Linked DNA regions of Mus musculus: region 2 is linked to region 1. Evidence: chromatin contacts called from public HiChIP or PLAC-seq data. All regions are on one chromosome and are shown on one strand. Each heading gives the region's core, a stretch centred on a gene start, on an enhancer-like site or on the middle of the called end of the contact. The rest is flanking DNA. Distances are from core to core; before and after follow the strand shown. Region 1 holds the start of Mpv17l (Mpv17 transgene, kidney disease mutant-like). Region 2 holds the start of Bmerb1 (bMERB domain containing 1).

Region 1 (3,729 bases), core at 666-3,165:
CTCACTGTATAGTTGGAAATAATCTTGAACCCTTGACTGTTATGCCTCCACTCCCACTTAGAAATACAAGCAAGGACACCACAAATAGACCAAATAGCCAGTTATCATCTTATGTTTTTCTTCTATATGAATTCACCATGGTGTCTCTTGCTGCATCCGTATCCTCTCATGAAGGCACCGTACAGACTGTATTGCCTAGCTCAGAACCTCACTTTAACTGGATCACTTCTTTAAGGTCTCCAAATATAGTCACATTCTGAAGAGCTAAAAGTTAGGGCCTCAATGTATAAAATATGATAGGAGACAATTCAGCTTATAAAAAATGACTTATAATTAGTGACAATCCTTGAGAGAATTGGTCTATGGTTCAGGTTGAAGACCTAAGGAAACACTATAGCAGTCCAGCTTTGGTTGTTGGATGAGAGAAAGTGACTTCCCACATCAGCTTAAGTAAGATTGGCATGTAAACTGGGAGATTGTATTGCACCCCTACATTTTTCCTTGTTTTGATAATCATACTACACTTATGTAAGATGCCACACTTGGGGAGGACCAAGCAAAGAGCATATGGTAGCTGAACACTGTGGCCCAAGCCTGTAACTTTAGCTCTTAGGAAGCAGCAGCAGAAGGAGGATTAGGAATTTGAGGCTAGCCTGGGCAATGTGAGCTCTGACTCAAACAAAACAAAACAAGTAAGATTATATGGGAATTATTTGTATATTTTTATTTTCTGTTTTTTGTTTTGTTTTGTTTGTTTGTTTTGAAATTGGGTCTTGTTTTATAGCCTAGAGTGGGCAATTTGCCTTAAACTCTGGGCAATTTGCCTCAGCACTCCTCCCTTCCAAGTGTAGGGATGAGAGGGTATGTCTCACATCTGGCTTCCTTTGTATAATTTTCCTACATTTTCCCTGAGTCTGAAAATATTTCAAAATTCAAGCACCGAGTTGGTGAAGGGGTTTAGTAGCCTGACATCCTCAATTCAGTCCCCAGGACTTTACATAGTGGAAAGAGAGAAATAAAAATTGTCCTCTGATCTCCACACCCCCAACACACAGAGAGAGAGGGGGGGGGGAGAGGGAGAGAGGGAGAGATTGAGAGAATGTAAGTAATTGAAATAGGCAGGAGAGATGACTCAGTGGTTGAGAGTACTAGTTGCTCTTCCAGAGGACCCAGGTTTAATTCCCAGCACTCACATGGCAGCTAATGATGGTATGTAACTTTGTGGGCACTTAGTATGGTAAGTGATATACAGACAAAACACCTATACACATAAAGTAAAATTTAATGAATATTTAAAAATAAATAGAAAATATCTTTTTAAAGGTACTAGATTTTTTAAAAAAATAAAAACTACAGTGAACAAACAAGACAGAGGGGAGTGTTGGAAGAGAGGCTGGCTATCACAGAAGGAGGGTAAGGCAGAAAAAGACATGGAGAAAATGAGTTGCACAAGGTCAGAGCTTCTGCCTGCTCCCCAAATGCTCACCCTTGCCCCTGGAACTGACACCATGGGTCTCCAAGCCTGTTTTGGGATGTCAGGGGTCACGAAGACACAAGCTGGAGGGCAGAATAGGCACATCCAGCAGTAATTCATTCTTCTGACATCGGCCTATAGTGACCCAGTAAGATGATGTATTGTGTGCTAAAAGAATGATTCTCTGTATGCCAGCATCTCCAGTACATTGACACTTTGGAGCTAGCTTGCTTTCTTACTTTTTATTGCGGTAGTGGGGAACCGATGCCATGCTAGGCAGTCTGTTTTCTGAATGTCTCTCCTGGAAATTTCATGGAAATTGTCACATCCCGGTGGACGCCGTACATCACCACAGAAGCTCCGCCCTCTCGGTGGCCAGCTGTCACTGGATTGGACCAGCGGGTTGGGTGTGCAGAGGGAGGTCCAATCGCTCTGGCGCTTGAAATGCATGCAGTCAGGTGTGCAGGCCCTGAGGGCACCCGGGGCAGGTATGGCGAGCTGGTGGCGCGCGTTTCCACAGGCAGCACGGCGCTATCCGTGGCCCACTAACGTGCTGCTCTACGCCGGGCTCTTCTCGGCGGGTGATGCCCTGCAGCAGCGACTGCGGGGAGGCCCAGCCGACTGGCGCCAGACGCGTCGCGTGGCCACTCTGGCCGTGACCTTCCACGGAAACTTCAACTACGTGTGGCTGCGCCTACTGGAGCGCGCCCTGCCAGGCCGCGCGCCGCGCACGGTCCTGGCCAAGGTGCTATGCGATCAGACTGTCGGAGGGCCGATAGCCCTCTCTGCCTTCTACGTCGGTGAGGGGCCAGGGCCGGGCACTGGAGGCCAGGCAGGAGGCTCGGGAGTGGGGGTGGGTGCGGGGAACGGGGAGACCGGAGATCTAAAGCCACTGGGGCTAAGGCAGGAGGTGACAACTCTGCGGCCCGGGAATTAAGGCTGAAAGGAAGTTCTGAAGCAGCGATCGGAGGTCTGGACATTGGAGGACTTGAGGTTTCCAGAAGGAAGAATTTGGGGGCCGCTGGCCGGGGAACTGGAGATGCCAAGTGCCAGGGATTCAGAGGGTTGGTGTCCGAGCTGAGAGGCTGAGGTTGACAGAGTTCAGGAGGGAGAGGTCACTTTTCCTCCAGAAAGAAGCATCTTCAAGAGACCCTAGCTTAGCCCCATAGCAGCTCCATCCCTAGACTCCACCTGTTCTAGAAAAAGCCACACCTGAGGCTCTGCGGCCAGCACATTAACTCAAAAGTGATGGGATCGGTGGTGACTCTGGGGGCAGAGTGGGTGAAATATGCGATTACAGAAGTCATTTCCAGGGTCTTAGTCTTGCTTGAGCAACAAGATTTCCCTGGGGTGGGGTCACACAGAGAATGGGAGGGGGTGGTGTACCTATGAGGAAGCTGTTTTCAAGCCGGGCTGGATGAGCTGGCTTTGGGAATCTTTTCTGCCTGGTTTACTGAGAACAACAAAGGGTCTCTTGGTTTTTGTCTCCTTAGCAATTTCTGTATCCTAAAAGGCAGTGGCAGCTGGGGAGGGCCACTCCGTGTTTGGAGAGTCTTTTCCAGGGACTGTCATTGGGGATGGTAGATCACCAGCAACTGAGCCTAAAGCCTCCCTCCGGCCTCAAGCTGTGCCAACTGAACTATATTTGCAGTCTTTAGTTCGTTTTTAATTCTGAGACAGGGGCTCACTGAGTTGCTCAGGCTGGTCTTGAATTTGTGATTCTCCCACTTAAATCTCCCAAGTTGTTGGGGTGACATTCTTGACCCACCAGGCTCAGCTTGTTAATGTCTTCTAAAACCGAATAAAGGTAGGCGAACCATCTAGAAGAAACTTACCCTCCTCTGGGAGGTATTATAGGGAGTTTGTATTAACTTCCTTTCCTTCTATAACCCACAGGAAACATCAAAGACCTGGTGGCCTGTTATAGTCTCAGCTAATGCCATGGCTAAGGTCAGTGAAGTTAGAATAGACAACCAGAGAGCAAGAGGCTTTTTCTGATTTGCCCAAGCTCTGTGCCTTGTTCTCTCGAGCGATCTCTCAGCCAGCTTTGCAAACACATCCCAGTGCTTACTGTAGCTTGGTGCAGTGATGAGGGGGTTAGGAGCCAGGACTTAAGACTTGATGGGCTAGATTCCGATTTAATCTTTGAGCTACCATTTGTTGGATACTCTCACAATTCCCATGTCAGATAATGAGAACACAGGCATGGAGGGCTTGGAAGTTCACCAGAAGACAGCATGATCCAGACTTTTAGC
Region 2 (4,236 bases), core at 36-2,535, 46 kb after region 1:
TGCTGATAACACTTCATTCGTTCATTCATTCATTCATTCATGGTTTTGTGTAACCTAGGCTGCTATACAAACACCCTACATATCCAAGGATGAATTTGAATTTCAGATCCTCTTGCCTCTTCTTGTGTGCTAGAATCACATGCCTGGTTCATGTAGTTCTAGGGATAGGACCCAAAGGCTTTGTGCATATTATGCAAGTATTCTGCCAACTGAGCTGCATTCTCATCCCTTAACTTTATATTAAAACCAAAAAGTGTGCATGTGTAAGCCAGAAGTTGGTATAAGGTGTCTTGGGGCAAGCAAGCCCTGGGGTTCCTCCTGCCTTCACTCCTAGCATTGGGACTAGAGCTGTATCTGCTCTTTTTTTGTTTGTTTGTTTTTTGGGTTTTTTTTTGTTGTTGTTGTTTTTGGTTTTTCGAGACAGGGTTTCTCTGTATAGCCCTGGCTGTCCTGGAGCTCACTTTGTAGACCAGGCTGGCCTCGAACTCAGAAATCCGCCTGCCTCTGCCTCCTGAGTGCTGGGATTAAAGGCGCATGCCACCACGCCCGGCTGTATCTGCTCTTTTAATGCCTGCTCTGTCCTGTAGATCAGACTTGGACCCTCATGCTTAGGCTGTGAATGTTATACCAATTGAGCTCTGTTGCCAGTCCTGACACTGGTTTTTTTTTTTTTTTTTTTTTTTTATTGCTGTTATGTTTGGTCACAATTATTTTCCAGGTTTGTAAAGATCAGTGTTCTGAACAGCTTTGTTGGCCTTATATACAAAATATTTGCTTCTCTTGTTCCTTTCCATACAAATGCACAGGATTGACACAGGTGTACATACACACACACACACACACACACACACACACACACACACACACACACACACACGTAGCTGCTGTCCCCCTTTTATATTCAAAACATGCACATAACTGCAAACAACAGAATCTGAAAGCAGCGGTCCATACTTGGGCTTGTCTACAAAGAAGGATCATCACATCTACAGATACTGTTCTGGCTCACCAATCACGCTTGAAACCTACCAGCCCTCTAACAGATCCCCAGTCACCCACAATGCTAGATCCATCCACAGAAAGCCTATCTACTGGTTTCAGTGTGGGCAGGTGCCTTATTCTTGTTTCATTTGGGGGTGATTTTATTTTAGTTGTTTTTGTTTTTGTTGTTCTAGAGAGTTTATCATCTGTCCCTCTTTCTCCCTACCCAGCCCCCAAACCTCCCCCCTCCAGCTTCCATTGCGCATGTGTTATGCATCCCTCCCCCATCCTGGGTACCAGTTGGGAGCTTTCAGGTGCTGGAGATTGAAGAGATGGAGCAGCTTCCTCAGCAACGCCGGGCCCATTAAAACACTGCCGATCTGAGCTGCCTTCCTCCCCGCAGCCTTCAGCAGGGATGGAGTGAACCAGACCCCTGGACCTGCCCGCGGGGAACAGCAATGGAGTTAAAGCAATCTCTGTCTGTTCATCTGGAAGCCGAGAAGCCTCTCAGGCGTTATGGGGCGGTGGAGGAGACAGCATGGAAAGCGGAGGGACTGGGAAGTGAGTGTTCGGGCAGGGAACGGGTGGGGACAGTTGGGGACTCGCGTGCTGAACTGGGGCCCCCTAGAGCAGACCGGAACGCAGGCTGGCAGACGGGAAGCGCCCCCGCAGCTGGGCTTCCAGTGTTGCACAACAGCAGTTTGTAGGTTCTCCCTACAAACAAAAGAGGGGACCCTCCAGGGCTGGGCTGTACTGGGAGGCTCCTCTGGAAATCGCGAGGCAGCTAAGCTAGGAGTCCAGCTGTACTGGACTAAGGAGTCCGAGATCCGGCAGCCGGAGGCAGCTTTTGCGAAGGACCGTCTTTCCTGCATCCCAGGAGGAGGAACGCTAGAGTGTTAGGATGCTTGAGGGCGCAGGAGCCAAGGGCAGCTTTGAAAGCCCCACATACAGAAATGGGGGAGTGTCTGTGTGCTCTTTCAGCCTTGAGGTTCAGAGCATAGCTGAAATTCCAGCATTGTCCCACCTCCTCTTGGGTCAGAGGAGAGATGAAAGAGCAGGCAAAGGGCAAGGTTAGCGCTGTGCAACCCCCCTCCCCCACTCTGTTAGCTCTTGACTCAATGATACGATTTGGTTTGGTTCAGCTCTTGAAAGCGGTTTTGAAGCAGACCTCTGTACTTACTGGCTCTCTCTTTGGTGTTTTGGTATCAACAAACATCTGTAAATGAATCCAAGACTTTTGCTTTCAATTTGTTGGACACAATACTTGAAACTCTGCAAACAGTGGAGGCTATCTGGAAAGTCTAAGGTCATTGATGTCCCTGACTCTAGGAGCTTCCAAATGTCCTCCACTCTGCCTCCTGTTCTGGTATGGCTTGCCCAGCAGACCTGGTATAGCCTGCAGCCCTCTTGCCTTCTAAGGAACCCTAAAGCTACCTGCTCTGACTGGGTCTCTAGGCTTAGTGCTCTTCCCCAGCAGCAGCCATTGAGCTACATGTACTTAAAGCATTGTCAATCAGCTCCTTTTCTACCTCACTTGGGAGAAAGTGTGAATGTGTGAATGTGTGTGAATGTGTGTGTGTGTGTGTGTGTGTGTGTGCACACTCGCGCACATGCCTTTGTGATTGTTTTCTCCATTCTTGTAACTATGGACTCAAGCTATATTGTGTTTCTATTTCAAGTTCAAATGTCTTCGTTCCTGCTATAATGGGTGTTCTGATGCTTCCAACCTCTTTCTTTCTTACATTTTCTTTCTCCTTTTAGACCTAGGTCCTTTCTCCTGCTTCATCCTTCCTAAATCCTTTAGCTTTGGCACTTTGAGGTAACCTAGAGGTTGCAGGTCTGTGGTTTATACGCTCTAAATAATACCACCCATGGCTGCCTTGTATTGTTAGATTGCCATGTTCTGAAAGCTTCAGAAACATCTCTTATTTATCCCTGGTACAACCTTGTGTGGCACTGTAGTGCTTTTTACATATATGAGAAGGCGGGGGCTTGCTAGGTAACTCAAATGGAAATGATGGAACCAGGATTCAGACCCAGATGAGTTGGACTCCATACATTTCTCATGAAGGTTAACTGCTTCCTGGGTCTGTTTCAAAGATGGTTGGTAATTTTATAATCAGATAGTAGCCATGTTGATCCCTGAAGTCCACAGTGCTTGATAGACAGTTGGGTCCCCATAGAGTAGAAGCCACGTAGAGTCAAGGAACCCCTGGTTTGACTAGGGCTCTGGTCTTTGGCTGACAATGTGACAAGATGTGTTTCTGTTCTCTACATTTGCTCTCTGAAAATGGGGATAGTAATATTGTATACCATGTGGCTTTCTATCATGAATATCAAATAAGATGGTGTGTGCAAAGCTCAGGTAAATTCTCAGGACATGGCTGTTTCAGGAGTTCCTCTATTTAGACATTCAAACTTAGACATTCAACTGCATAAAGCAAGCCTATGAGTTAAAACTGCAATATTGGGCATAGCTCTGTGAGTTCTAGGCCAGCCAGGGCTACAAAGTCAGACCCTGTCTCAAAACAAAAACCCAAAGCAAACTAAAATATTGAGCACTTCCCTAAAGCATTCTCTCCTCTCTCTCTTCCCATCTTTCTCTGCCAGCCTCTCCCCATCCCACACATAAACAAGGTCTCATACAATCCAGACTGGCCTCAAACTCTCTATAGCCAAGGATGGCCTTGAATTTTTCTGCCTGTCCTCCCAAGCACTGAGACTCAGGTGTGTGCCAACACACCCAGTTCCTTCTCATTTTCCTGCTTTTTTGGGGGGTCCAAATTTGAGCACATATTGAAAACTGAGGTAAGAATTCACTTTAAACCACATTAAGTCCCTGAAAATTTTGTACTTCTGAGTCCTGACTGTAGAGGCCCTGATCTTTTTGCCCCAAACCACCATGATTGAGACTTGCTTCTTGTTTCAGTGCCAGATCAGTTTCTTATGTGCCTTGGCACAGATCTCCAAACCAACCCCCAGCTCTTTAAGCTATTCACATTTGAAATCCCAAAGCAGGAATCCAGGGACCCACTTTAGATACTTGACTCTGGCAAGTTTTGGCATTTTAATTCCTGTCTCTAATCAAGCATTTTGGGATTTTTGTTTATATGTAAACATCCTCTCAATTCACAAGGGATTCATAGAGCTATCCAACAGGTCTGAGCCTCTATTCATTTATTAATTAAGTCTAGAAATTAGTAATACTGGGGCTATGGCCAAATACCTGCCCAGGCAGTACTGTGACACCAGACA

What was found. HiChIP or PLAC-seq counts read pairs in DNA pulled down with a chosen protein or histone mark.
Region 2: an H3K27ac HiChIP or PLAC-seq map of embryonic stem cells shows a contact between it and region 1, with 11 read pairs. The contact joins the promoter of Bmerb1 here to the promoter of Mpv17l in region 1. A contact is called at or near these places in 3 of 39 promoter capture datasets (cranial neural crest, embryonic stem cells and macrophages), 1 of 15 datasets of contacts at CTCF or cohesin (the NIH/3T3 cell line), 11 of 484 Hi-C or Micro-C datasets (cerebral cortex, cortical neurons, embryonic stem cells and 3 more), 6 of 115 datasets of contacts at active chromatin or transcription factors (all in embryonic stem cells) and 2 of 9 other capture datasets (adipose tissue and pancreatic islet).

What each region holds. Positions count from the first base shown.
Region 1 is chr16:13,938,750-13,942,478 of GRCm38.p6, forward strand. Mpv17l (Mpv17 transgene, kidney disease mutant-like) reads left to right here and starts at 1,916. Exons shown (of 4, transcript NM_033564.3): 1 at 1,916-2,274. The coding sequence starts at 1,965.
Region 2 is chr16:13,985,352-13,989,587 of GRCm38.p6, forward strand. Bmerb1 (bMERB domain containing 1) reads left to right here and starts at 1,286. Exons shown (of 6, transcript NM_144518.3): 1 at 1,286-1,542. The coding sequence starts at 1,440. It overlaps Ifitm7 (interferon induced transmembrane protein 7), which reads right to left and starts at 1,516. Exons shown (of 3, transcript NM_001270718.1): 1 at 1,279-1,516.